2 separate regions of the Rattus norvegicus genome follow, and region 1 is linked to region 2. The links are chromatin contacts, called in public Hi-C maps. All regions are on one chromosome and are shown on one strand. The core of a region is the stretch at or near the end of the contact, and the rest is flanking DNA. Distances in the headings are between cores, read along the strand shown. Region 1 overlaps LOC134482069 (zinc finger CCCH domain-containing protein 13-like). Region 2 holds the start of Ints6 (integrator complex subunit 6).

Region 1 (6,645 bases), core at 2,924-5,423, 59 kb after region 2:
CATTTACTGCACTGTATGCATTGGTGAAGGGTATCTAGGGATCCACCCAGGGCCTCATTTATGCTAGGAAAATACTCTACCACTGAGTTACATGGTCATCCCTATACTTCTTGTGAGCTGCCATACAACTGGATATCTGTCAACAGGGCCATGCTAACTAGTAGGAGAATTCAAGTGTACATGTATGAAAGCATCGTTGCCAAACCATGTTGAGAACTGTAGTGGAGACTGTGGAATGAAGACCTTCAGGACTGGCCCCCACTTCTCCAGTTGCTGACAGTGGTAGCCTTCATAACATTTAGCTAAATGCAAGCAGAATTCTCCTCACCCAATGGCTGCCTTCCTAAGGGCATTGCTTCCTCCCTGAAAGCAGGCTATCTTCAATGACTGGTTGAAGGCCGCAGGGTAATTGAGGCCTAAAGCTCCTGACGTGAAGCAAGCTAACTCAGACGGAGCATGCCATCTCTGGAGCAGCTTGTGGGGCCACTTGACCTTTATTATCATGGTTTCATTTCCCGATCTCCCCAGCCCACAAGCCTCATGCTCCTGCAGATACTGACCACGGAGCCTTCAGAATACACTCCCTGCACACACATCTGTCTCAGTGTCTGATTTGGGTGCGAATGCAGACACAGTAGCACCAAATTCTTATGTAGAAAAGCTTGCTGGGTAGGATGTAGTCTAGAGGAGGAAGATCGCATGAGCCTGAGGTCAACCCGAATGACACACAGGGTCCCATCTCGGTAATAATAACAAATACAAGAGATCCAGGTCCTGTTCTTAAAGATCATTACCACCTTGTGTCACATTTCCCAGCTGCCTTTAGTAGGGTTGTACTAGCCCTCCAATGCAGCCCATGTCCCTGAAATTCTGAAGAAACCACAAACATTCAGTCATTGCTCCTCTGAATATTAGTCCTATCAACTTAATAAAACTGTCAAAACTCAGTGTATTACACCAGGCAGTTAAATGCACAAGCATTTAATCCCAGCACTCAGGAGGCAGAGGGAAGCTCCAAGTTTGAGGTCATCCTGATCTACGGAGTGAATTCTAGGATAGCCACAGCTACACAGAGAAACCAAAACCAAACCAAACCAACCAACCAACCAACCAACCAAACAAACAAACAAACAAAAAAACCCTTGTGGATCTCCCACCCTCAGTCATCACACTTGGAGAGCAGGGTCTTGGGCAGCAGTAAGTATGGATAACCTAGGAGACTGTGTCAGAGGACATCTTGTTTATTGAGATAGAAGGGTTAGATTATATAGCTTGAATGGGAGTGAGGGCATGACAAAGGAGGTGCTGCAATGGGGGGTTAGGGAGGGGGAACAGGGGCCTTAAAAGCATATCAGCTAGATTGGCAGACTGCTGTCACATGATGTCTGACAACTGGACAATGACAAAGCCTAACCAGCTTATCATTATGTGGTAATGATACCACATGATGAGCAGGCCCATGCCTGATTTGGGTGGAGTCACCCACTTCTGCCAGTGCTATTTGAGAGCTGTCGGGGGCATGGGCAACACTCCACCACCCCTCACCTGGCTTGGGAACCATGAAAACTCAACAAATTAGATCATTTCCTACATCAATTACTAGCTTGCTTTGTAGTAAGGGGTAGAGGTCTCCAGGTATCTATTTTTAAGAAGGAGAAACGCTTCTGAGTTGTCTCTGTGGTGGGTTTTACTTCTCTTCTTTCTGCTCCCTTCTCTGTGCTTATAGATAGAAGAAGTCAGGAAAGTCTACTCCGTCGTCTTATTCCAGGCAGATGGCAAGGTGGCTTGGTGATTAAGAGCACGTACTACCTGTAAACAGGTAACCTTGGTTGTCAACCTGACTGCATCTACAAACAACTAGAACCCAAGTCGGGCGTTCCTGTGAGGGGTTTTCTTGATCAGATTACTTGTGGCAGGAAGACCCACTCTAAAAGAGGTGGCACTTTCCAGTGGCTTCCCAGATAAAAGACATGGGAAATTTTCTTTTTGCTTGTGTGTCCTCACTCTTGCTGGACATTCATCTCTCCTCTTGCTGGGTATGTCTTCCCTGGTGTTGAATCCAACTTCTTCAGGACCCCAGTGTAGGCTGAAGACCAGCTGCTCTCCAGGAGTCCTTTAGGCCTTCAGCTCAAGATCGGAACTGCTGAGACACTGGGACAGCCTCGTGGACTGAAGACCTAGCAGAAGTGTCAGAATCAGACAGTACTTCATTGGTAACCCTCAATTGCGAATTTGAAAACGATGGCAGGGATTCCTTTAGACTAATTTAATAAAGATCATGTAGAAATCACAACCTATTTACTAAATAAATTATACTGAACTAAATATGATGTGCGACTCCCTGCTTAAGGTCTCAAGTCCCCGGCATTGTGGTTAGGTAATCGTCATTACTAAAGCCACAGAAACACTAGCATTAATCTTCCTAATCAGCAAGAGAAATTAAATTCTCCGAGAGTATATTACTAGCTATTGTACTGACAGACACCAGGGCATACTTGATGATGAGGAAGACGGCAATGATGATGGTGATTGACGTGGTTGCTTTGCCCATTTGTAAACTTTGTGTTACTAAGATACTATTTCTGGTAGCTTAGGGTAGCCCTGACATTGGGATCTTCCCATCTCTATCCCAAGATTGTGCCACTACACCCAGATTGCCTTTGTTTTATGGTGACAAGTAAGAGCTGGGCCGTGTCCTGGAGTGGCAAAGACGTGTGGGGAGCGTGGCCTTCGAGTCTTTGCATATGCTGTTCCATTCACATTGAGTACTGCCCACCACTTCTTCATCTGATTTCCTCCCAACACTATTCCTACCCTCAGAAATCTCAACTGAGGTACAGTGGGAACCTTCCACAGACCTCCACAAAGGCCGTAGCTTCAGGGTAAAAGCAGCTAAGAAGTTTAACCAGCAACCCCAAACGGGTCCATTATTATTTTAATAAGTGAGTTTTAAAATATTTAATTTGACCACGTTTATTTATTTGTACATGGGCGATGGGCATATGTGTGCTGTTGCCAAAGGTATTGGATCACCCAGAACCGAAGTTATAGGTGGCTGTCAGTCAAAGATGTGGGTGATGGGGACCAAACTCCATTCCTCTGCCAAAGCAGCATGCTGGTTAGTTGTCGATTCGATGTTAGGGTCATCTGGGAAGACGGAGTATTAATTGAGAAGAGGCTCCATTATATTGAGCTGAAAGCAAGCCTGACAGGGAATTTCTTAATTAATGATTGATGTGGGAGGGCCCAGCCCAAGATGCAGGGTGCTGCCCGAGGCAGGGAGTCCTGGGGAAAAAAAGAAAGCAGACTGAGCAAGCCACCAGGACCAAGCCAATGGAGCGCCCGTCCATGGCCTAGGCATCAGTTCCCACCCGAGCGCTTGCCTTGGCTTCTCTCAGTGATGGAGTATGCCCTAGAAGTTGCAAGCTGACATAAAAACCTTTCTCCCCAAGTTTGTTTTGGGTCACTATGTTTATTGCAGTACCAGGAAGCAAAATCAGGCAAGCAGTGAGCTTTTAACAGCTATAGGGGCTTTTCCAAACTGTGAAGGGTGGGCTGCATTTTCTGTGCTAGGGATTGCAACCCAGGCCTTGTAGGTCTTGGTAAACCAGACCCCTGCACTACACTCTCAGTCCCACAAATGAAGTCTTCAAACAAACAAAGGCACCCCCACTTTTCAAGGTTTCAGGCATCGAGAGGCCAAGTTGGGAGTGGGGAGTGCTTTGGGATCTCGCCCTTGTACTGACTCAGGGAACTGATGTGTCTTAAATCTTGGTTTCTATTTTGAAAAGCAAAACAAACCCCTTAACGCTCCTTTCATAAAAATCTGTATAAAGCTGTGACACTCATCCCCATAAAGTGAAAATCACATGTTTTGAGAAAAAAAAACTTTCCTTTTTTATTCTTTAGGGTAATCTTCCTTTGAAAAACATATTATCTGGTTGGTATGGTTACAACTTCTACTATGTCAGAGAAAGGGAAGTAGTGATGCTCAGTAGACTGCTCAGCTAAAATCTTTCTGGAAAAATAAAATCAGCATTCAATCAAGTTTAGACAAGACAATTTTTTTTTTGGTCGGTTTTGATTGCTGTGAGGCATTTATGCTGGGCTTTCCTGCACGGCTCTAAATTGTTTGCAATCACCTCCTCCCTCCCCAGGGGCTGTGGAGTGAGTCATCACCTTTTTTTCAAGAACACCATTAAATGACGCTGTGGCCTGCAAGTCATCTGCTGTGGGAAGCAGAGACACAGTGGGCGGGCCTTATTTCCACCCAGGCGAAGGCAGAGAGCAAGGCCACACCACTGGAACAAAAGTTAAAATGAGTCTTGTGGGCTGAAGAAGTCATGCCGAAATAGAAAAGGTCAATTTGAACTTGGGTGGAAATTCATCATTAATTTTAATCCAAAAGCAATAAATGTCACCGGTGCGGAGAAGACTGCAAACTTCTTGCTGTAATCTTTGTCTCTTTCAGGTGGCTATGAAGCATATGCCCATGTGAAGCAGTGTTTTCAAACTCCAGCCTGAAGAAAGGAAGGGTGCTTTTGGTTTAGTTTTAATTTCAGGGAAGATCGACATCGAACATAAAAACATCATTTATAATAATGTCCGACACTGGTAATGCACTGTGAGGAAAGTCAAACCTTTACCAGAAGACAACATGAGATGGTGGATGGAGAAGAACCTAGCACTTCCTTGAATTCCTTCCACAGTGCTGTCACTCTGTCCCTCAGCTGGGGCCAGGGATGCAGCAGTGACCAAAACAATGTTCAGCATTACTCTATGGAAAGTGTACTGCATATGACAGGACAAGCACACACACACACACACACACACACACACACACACACACACAGCAAGAACAACAATAGGTAAAGCAAAATGAAAAAGAGACACAATAAAACAAACTTAAACTGGAGAAAAAGAAAAAGAAAGCTGGTACTTGGGTGAGGCCAGGAAGCTCTGACTGGGGAGGAGAAGAGAACTCTAGGCCGAGGACAAGGACAAGGACCCGGCTTGCCTCAACGACAGCTCGGAGCCAGACCTGCTCTGAAATCAGCTCACATAAAGCACACTGATGGGTGACAGATACCATAATCGTTAAGAGCACAGTGACGCTCTTGGCTTTTACTTCTGATGAGGTATGTGGGCTAAATTTATGTCCACTTGATGCACGCTAGAGTTACCTGAGAAATGCTTCAACTGAGGAAATGCCTCCATCAGACTGGCCTGTGGGCACGTCTGTGGGCACTTTGTTGATTAATGACTGATGTCTAGCCCACTGTGGGCAATGCCTGTGCTGTAAATAAATAGGTTGAAGAAAGGCAAGGATAGAATCAGACAGACACTAGGCAACCCAGAGACACTCACATGCTAGAAACTGAATTTTAACATTAAGCACCCTCTGTTTACCCCCCAGCTTTTCCACCTTTTAAAAACTTTACGTAATTTTTTTATTCTTTCTTTATATGAAGTTGTATAATATTTATATTTAAAAACAACACAACTGCAGTTTTTAACATGTTGGGGGGTGGGAGATGGATCAGCAGGTAAGAAAGAACACTGCAACCACGAGGATCTGGGTTTAAATTCCTGGGTCCCTTGTAGAAAGTCACCTGAGCTACCTGTGACTGTAACACCAGAGCCTGATGTGGACAGCAAGGGGGACCACAGGGGAAGCTTAGGGGACAGACACAGGAGGGTGGTTTCTTCAACACTGCCCAGACACTGAGACCAGCGTCTGTTGTTGCGGTCTCTAGCATTGTCACAGGGACGTGACATGTCGAGGGATGAAAACACCCCCTAATACAATGAAGCAATGGTAGAGTTTGATTTCCTTAAACAAGCTCTGTTCCCCCCAGATTGCTCCATCTGCTTCCACTGCCCCAGGCTTTAGCAACGACTCATCCCTGCCCCTCTAGCACTGGCTCCGGGTAAGGTCCAGTCACCTGCATTGCTCACTGAAGCTCATGTGACTGCTCCAAGTTCTTTACAGCGTGGTTCACCTTTACTTAGGGAAAGGCTTTCAAGTTGTTTTCATGCCAGGATTTTGATTTCTTTAGTTTTTCATCTAACTGAAGAAGCTAAACATTTGTCACTATGCTCCTGGCCTGCTATCTCAGGGACATCAGGGGCCAATCTCATTTGCCATCTCTAGCAGGGACAATGAGGTAGCGGGCATTTGCATTTTATGCAGTTATATAGTGTACTTTAGGTGGATCTATTGCTATGACTTGGTAAATTGGAGTTCAGATTAGTATCTGGCTCTCCTGGGGAAGTAGAAGGAAGTTAAAATTTGACTAGCTGACTAGACGCGTGTCTCGGTTCCTCCCTTCTAACTTCTGGGGTCTCAGCTTGTCACTGAGCCATTTGACATCACCGTATCACGTAAACGTCGGGAACTCTTTGTGCAAATATTTTCTTAAAATTTATTTTATTTTATTTTATTTTTCTTTTTTTCGGAGCTGGGGACCGAACCCAGGGCCTTGCGCTTGCTAGGCAAGCACTCTACCACTGAGCTAAGTCCCCAACCCCAAAATTTATTTTATTTAATGTATGTGACTGAGTACACTGTTACTGTCTTCAGACACACCAGAAGAGGGCACCGGATCCCATTACAGATGGTTGTGAGCCACCATGTGGTTGCTG
Region 2 (7,001 bases), core at 19-2,518:
CTAATATAACATCCTCCAAATTGTGTGTAAGGGGTGGGTGTTTCGAAGGTGCTAGTGGAAGGCAGATGGCAGCAGGACTTCTTAAGTTGACCACAGCTGTCCCACCGATCTGTGGCCTTCCTAGTTCCACTCAGTGATGACCAAGTCTCGAAGCCCCCTTCCTGGCTTCCCTGCCAGCTTGGCTGATTCCCTTTTAATGCAAAACCGGGCAAGGCAAGGCTGGGCCCCGCTGTCACTCGGGCTAACTTGAATAAATATCCCCCACAGTTCATTGCTGCCGCTCACGCCGCGGAGGGGAAATGTCGGCCATGTTGATCGTAGCGCCTCCGCCGCCAGGCCGAGCTGGACCCGGAGGGGACGGCGGTGGGCCAGAAACTGCCACCGCGCTGGCGCTCCCGAGCTGGGGAGGGGCGGGAGGCCGCGGGGAAGGGACCTGGAGGCGGGAGCGGCGGTGGGGGAGGGGAGCATAATGAAGAGGGGGCGGGGAGGGCGAGCTAGGAAGGAGCAGGGAAGGGAGGGGGGAGGGCGAGGGCTGTTACCTTGATAGCATAGGGCGGCTCTTCGAAAGTGACCAGCATATACCTGTCTCCTCTGCTGGCAGGGTCCCGGGCACGGAGCTGCGGGCCAGGGTGGGGACAGGCGGGAGAGAGGGAAGCACAGAGGCGAGGTTACCAGTCACAGAAGGGTCGCTGGCCGCCCCCACAGTACCGCACACGCAGGGCCGTCCCTCCGCCGCCCCCCGCACCCACAGCAGCCCCACATGGGCCAGGCCCAGCAGAGCCCGCTCCCAGCGCCCGCCCGCCCGCCCGCCCGCCAGCGCGGTGGGGGAGGGGTCCCCGCGCCCGCGGAGCCCGCAGTAAACCCGCTGCCCCCCGCCCTGCCCCCCGCGGGCCACCGGGTCGGGGTCGCCACCCGGGCTCGGTCAGTCGGTACCTTCATGAAGGTCTCTACCGCGCCTTTGGCCGTGTCCAGGTAGGTGGTGCCCAGATGGCTGCGCTGGTTCATAGAGGCAGACGTGTCTATCAGGAACAGTAAGATGGGCATAGTGCTGGCCGGGGACACCGGGGCCCGAGGTGGTGAAGAGATGGCAGAGGTGGAGGCACCAGCGGCGGCGGCAACCGCCGATATGCGGGGCGGGGAACGCGGCCCCCGGGAGGAAAACACCGGCTATGGGGAGTTTCTCCCCCGATAGTTGAGAGGAAACTCCCCAGCCCAGGTCCACCCGGCCGTACCCCCGCCTCCGGCCTGCCTGCCCGCTGGGGCGGCCGCGCGGCCGTCTGTCCGTCCGTCCCCCCCGGCCTGGGGGTCCCGTCCCCACTCCCGGCCCCTGTGTGTGTCCCCGCGGGAGACGGGCCCAGTTCCCCACCCCACCCCCAGTGCAGGGAGTGGGGACCAGGGATCTGGCGAACAGGGGAGTGGGCTGAGGGGAGATTGGCCCTGGGGCTGTTGAGAGAAGTTTGAGAGACTCCCTCCGCACCCCAGCGGTGTCACCACTTTCTCAGCCCCTCTCGCTACTGAAGCGCTTTTCTCTCTCACACTCCGGTTTTAACTCGGGCAGGGGCTACGTAGGCTCCGCCCCTGACACGTACTCGAGTCATGTGATCCAGAGACCCTCTGCCCTATTGGCTGGTCCTTACAGCCTCATTAGCATATTCAAACAGCTCAGGGGCGGGGGAAGCCTGCAGGCCGACTGAGAGGACAGTTATTGAGCACGCGCAGAGGCGGGGCAGCGGGTGCACGCTGGAACCAGCGCAAGGGGAGGCGGACGGCCCGAGGCCCGCAGCCGGGAGGCGGGCTCCGGGAAGGGGCGGGGACAGGCCGCGGAAGCACCGCGGGTTGGGCCGGGGACTGCGTCAGCGCGCGTAGGGCGGCAGCGGGCTGTAGGCGTGTGTGTCAGGGCGTCCGGCCTTTTGGCTGTGCACCGTGACAGGGTCGGGAGAAGGGAAGTGGAAGCCGCCCCCAACCTGTGGGTGAGGGCTCTGTGTCGTGATTAAGAGTGCAGGGCCGAGAAGGGTGAACTGACGAAGGATACGGGACCGCGCAGGCCCACGCGGCGGCAGCAGGCCGGGCCTTGGGGCGGCCCAGGGGGAGGGGAAGTGAGAGGTTGTTTATGACCTGGTATTAATCCCGGCCAGTCATTCGGCTCCGGCTCTAGCTGGTCAGAGGATCCACCGAAGAGGAAGCCAGCCCTGCAAACACGAAGCGGAACTCAAATGTAGACTAGTAAAGCAACTGTCCTCTCCAACCTAGTTCCGTCTTCAAATTGTTAAGGCACTAACTAGACTATATTAAGAAATAAAAGGGGCTTTCCAAACCCCAATCCACTGCCCTCGTTTTAAAAGTGAAAAGGGATGACCACGTTTCGCAGGTGACCCAGAGAATGGATAGGTTCCTGGGAAACCCGCCTCTCAGTCTTTGCCAGTATTGTGTCGGAAAACATTCTCAGCCCGTCACGTTACCTAAAGTCTTCAATCTGCACCTGCAAGTCTGGAGATTTGTTCTCATATGAAGTTGGGGAACTGCAAGACCCGCTGCCTAAAATATGAATTGAATTTGGAACATTGAGACCTTTTTAAGACTAGGTATTTGAAGGGCCTCTCCCGTTGGCTCTGCATTTCCGGATTTTCTCTACGCTGAAATTCTGTCCTGCTAGGCATCTGAAGTGACATGCTTGTGGCACGTTTTAAAAATCAGGCTTTGTTGTTTGGGCTTTTCCTAATATTTCAAAAACAAAAAAGCCTCCGAATATTTTTTAACTTACTAACAATCAATAGTAGCATAGTGTTCTATGGGAATGAACCATAGTAGAGGCATGAGTTTATTAGAGAGTAAGATCACAACTGATTAAATAACCAGTATATGTTGCATGCTAGTTATGAGGTGTGGTCCCTATCTTCAAAAAAAGTTTGCAGTATTCTAAGAAAATATAAAAACGTTGAAAATCAGAAAATGATTACTGTAATTCAAGAAGAAAAAAAAATCTCTTAAATTGGAGCTAATAGGAATAGTTTCCAAGGTTTATGTTTACTGCTTAAGACTCCAGATCTCAAGATCTCCTAATCAGAGTTCAGTGACAATACAAAAGTTGTTTTCACAGCTCTGACGTCTTTCTTTTCCATGTTAGTCCATAATTTTTAGAAAATTAGTCTCATTTTTTTTTCACCAGGGCCTCTCAGGTGTGTGTGAAAGCTGCCTGTCTGAAAACCGGCCATAATAATGTCTACTTCCTGTGTATTATGGAATAGTATGAGTCTAGTATGAGCTAAAGAAGTAGCAGCTGCTAGTGAAAAAAGGGAAGAAAAAAATCGGGGCCCTAAAAATATGAAGAAAGAACAGCTTTGCTCATAGTCACAGCTAGACCGAGGCACCAGCCAGCAAGGTCATTAGGCCCAGATAGCAGATCACCTTTAGTCCTGAGAAAGAAATTTCCCCCTCCATGTTAGATCATTAGATCAGTTCTGACCAAGTGTGTGTGTGTGTGTGTGTGTGTGTGTGTGTGTGTGTGTGTGTGAGAACCAAAACCACGTTTGAAGGGAATGAGTCTGCTGATACACTCTGGTACTCACTGAACCTTTTACAGTTATTTGTCGTCATTTTCCAGTTGGCAGTTCTTCCCTGACTCAGTGGCATTTGCAGGTTGTCAATCTCGGGTTGCTATGGAGGCGTGTGGTGAAGATGCAGGTTAGACGCAAAGATCAGGAGAGCCAAGTCTTGAGAACTAACCTGGAGCAAATAACCAAAACCCATGCTTGCAATGGCGCTGGGGACCAAAGATCAGGTGTTCAGCCAGGAAGCTCAGAAGTTCTAAATGACAGGGCCATCTACCTGAACAGGAAATAGGGTGTGTGTGTGTGTGTGTGTGTGTGTGTGTGTGTGTGTGTGTGTGTGTGTATAAATATATATGGCATGCATATATATATGTATATATATATATATATGGAGGGGGCATCACATACAAAAACAGAAGCCAGGAAATATTAACAATCAGTCCCCAGACAGAAATGGGCCACACTTCTGAAGTGACTGGTTCACTGGGTGATGATTTAAAAGCAGTTCTTAGCCAAGACTTATGCATCAGCATTGCCTATAGAGCTTTAAAACGTAATTCACCAAGTGTCCATACCCAGAGGAAGAAGGTCCAGTGGAGGTAAGATAGTGGAGAGCAAGGTAACTGACAGGGTAAAAGTACTTGCCTCCTAAGGACCTGAGTTTGATCCCTGAAACCCACTTAGAAGGAAAGATCATACTCCACAACATTATCCTCTGACCTCCACATGCTGGATGTTGTACATCACATGCACAATAGTAAAATTAAATTAGAATTGGGTAGGCTCTGGTTTCCATAGTTTAAGTTTTTATTCAGGTGAATCTTATAGTACTGATTAATAACCACATTTAGGGCTGGCAAGACGGCACAGGAGGTAAAGACATTTGCCTCCTAAACCTGGCAACTTCAACTTGATTCTCACAACACTTAATGGCAGAAGAAGAAAACTGACCCAAAGGTTGTCCTCTGACCATCATGTGGCATGCACCCTTCCCATAAACATCATGCGCATACACAATACTACATGTTTAATGTACAAGAATAATACATGCATTTGGCCTCTAGTGTTTTTCCCATGTCCTTGTAATCACTGCATTTGTCTTTTAAAAAGTGGAGAAAATGCTGAATGTGATCCCCAATCTGTGTGGTGGGTCTGTGATGTATACACATGACTTCAATTGTATTTGGCAAAGGAAAGAAAGAGAACAAGAACACAAAATGACTTTGCAGAGTGCGACCCTTACCCAGCAAGCTTTGGCATAGAAGTGAACATGAGATGAACATGGTGAATCTTTCCTTCATTCATTTTTCTTTGGGGGAGGTGGTTCTTGGAGGACTTCTCAGGCTTACTTTCTTAAACAGGGGCCCTAAATTCAAACCAAGTATTTCCAAAGCTTCAACTGAAGAAATAACTCTTATGCTGTAAAGTGCCTGACTATGACGTGTGCCGGAGCTGTGCTGCCACACTGTGAAAGCTTTTTCTGAGGGGTATCCGTCGAGGATGGGAGAGAAGCTGGTCTTTGCTGGTGTTTTTAAAAGGATGCTGTCCTGAAGCTGGCAAGGTGGTTCAGCAGTTAGAGCACTCACTTTGCCACAGACCAGGGTTTGGTTCCCATCACACACATGGCAGCTCAACAATTGTTGAGTAGCTCCGTTCCAAGGGATCCATCTTCCTCTTCTGGTCTCCATAAGCACCAGACACACACAGTACAGTAAAGCACTCACAAACACAAAAACAAGCAAACCAAAAAAAAAAAAAAGGTTTCTTTTAAAAATAGGGAGTAAACCAGGCTGTGAGTGCATGCTTTTAGTCCCAGCACTCAAGAGGCAGAGGTAGATGGATCTCTAACTTCAAAGCCATCCTGGTCTACAGAGCAAGTTTAGGACCGCCAAGGTGACACAGAGGAACTCTCTCTCAAAAACACTAAAAGTAGGGAGTCCAACTCAAATACCCTTGTTCCACTTTAAGAGGGAATAAATAAATTATATGGAAAACTAGAAACATGGTGACTGCTTAAACAACAGCCTACCTGAAATGTTGGAGTAGACTGTTCTGGCAGAATTATGAACTGCCGAGTTATATTCCTTGTAGGAGCCAACCAGAACCATTTTAGATTATTTTAAACCAACTAAGCAGAGTAACCTTTTTCAAATAGTCATGTGTCAATAACATGGCTTTTGGTATCTGGATATGCCATTATCATGAGTGACTGTCCTCTGAGCCAAGTGACCCCCATATTTGGGCATTCAGCTGCACTCCATTGCAAAAGATTGTCAGGGCTGGGCTTGGTGGTTTCTATCCCAGCACAGAGGGACTGAGAAGACATAATAGTCTCACCTGACTATCCAGCTGCTCTCCACCACCTGTTATACCAGCTGTTGTACCCAACTCTGCTTTAATGACACATGGTCTGGGGGAGGAGAAGAAATAGAAGCCAGGAAAGAGGAAAGAGGAGAGAGGAGGTCCACTCCCATGTAAGGAAGCCCAATAAACTCACTGGTTCCCCAGAGTTAACTTTAGTGGACTCTTGCCTTGGTTCGCTGTTGGGACCTTGGACACCATTTATGTCTCTTCCTTGGAAGAGATTTAGCATCTGAATAGAACAATCAGATGAACTCAGTGTTCCTCAGAGGTAATGTAACACAGTTGCATTTGGCTGTCTTACTAGCTCTTTGCTACTCTACCTCTTTTTAGATAGTTATGCTGAGAACAACAAAAATTAACAAGCTTAACATTGGATATGAAATTACACGAATGAGGTAATAAGATAATACACAAGGAAACTTAGTTTGGATCGTACAAATTATGTAATGCAAGACCTCAAAAAATGCTACTAAAAAAGAACTTACTTCTTTCTGATGAGAAATGTTTTGCTGTAATAGCTCAAGTCACAAATGGTTCAAGGTCATCCTTTAGAGTGGATAGAACCAGGTTGAGAGTCAGAGTAGATAGTTTTCCTGGCAAAAGAACATGAGACCTGCAGATATTCTTTTAGTGTATGCATATGTGTGTCCTTGTGTGTGTGTCTCTGTGTGTGTTTGTGTCTGTGTGTATGTTTATGTCCATGTGTGTGTCTGTGAGTGTGTGCCTGTGTGTGTGTTTATGTCTGTATGTGTGTGTCTGTGTGTGTGTCTGTGTGTGTGTTTGTGAGAGTGTGCCTGTGTGTGTTTATGTCTGTGTGTGTGTTGATATCTGTGTGTGTATGTCTGTGTGTGTGTTGATACCCGTGTGTGTATGTCTGTGTGTGTGTTGATATCTGTGTGTGTATGTCTGTGTGTGTTGATATCTGTATGTGTATGTCTGTGTGTGTGTTGATATCTGTGTGTGTTGATATCTATGTGTGTATGTCTGTGTGTATGTTTATGTCTATGTGCATGTCTGTGTGTATGTTTGTGTTTGTGTGTGTGTCTGTTCATGTCTGTGTGTCTGTGTGCCTCTATGTGTGTCTGCCTG

Evidence for each region. A called contact is a pair of places that touch in the nucleus more often than the background predicts.
Region 1: a contact with region 2 is called in a Hi-C map of Schwann cells, with 2.5 times the contacts expected there. The contact joins the enhancer-like site here to the promoter of Ints6 in region 2. A contact is called at or near these places in 3 of 12 Hi-C or Micro-C datasets (Schwann cells, hepatocytes and liver).

What each region holds. Positions count from the first base shown.
Region 1 is chr15:41,233,123-41,239,767 of GRCr8, forward strand. It overlaps LOC134482069 (zinc finger CCCH domain-containing protein 13-like), which reads left to right. Exons shown (of 3, transcript XM_063274833.1): 3 at 1-993. Among named protein-coding and RNA genes, the nearest start is that of Wdfy2, 23 kb to the right of the region's middle. Within about 2 kb of position 4,174, at least 20 of the 93 cell types and tissues checked have an H3K27ac peak or open chromatin away from gene starts, as enhancers often do. A contact at or near this core is called in Schwann cells, where this site is marked.
Region 2 is chr15:41,176,846-41,183,846 of GRCr8, forward strand. It overlaps Ints6 (integrator complex subunit 6), which reads right to left and starts at 1,269. Exons shown (of 18, transcript NM_001271488.1): 1 at 934-1,269; 2 at 540-617. The coding sequence starts at 1,044. It also overlaps the pseudogene Sec61g-ps5.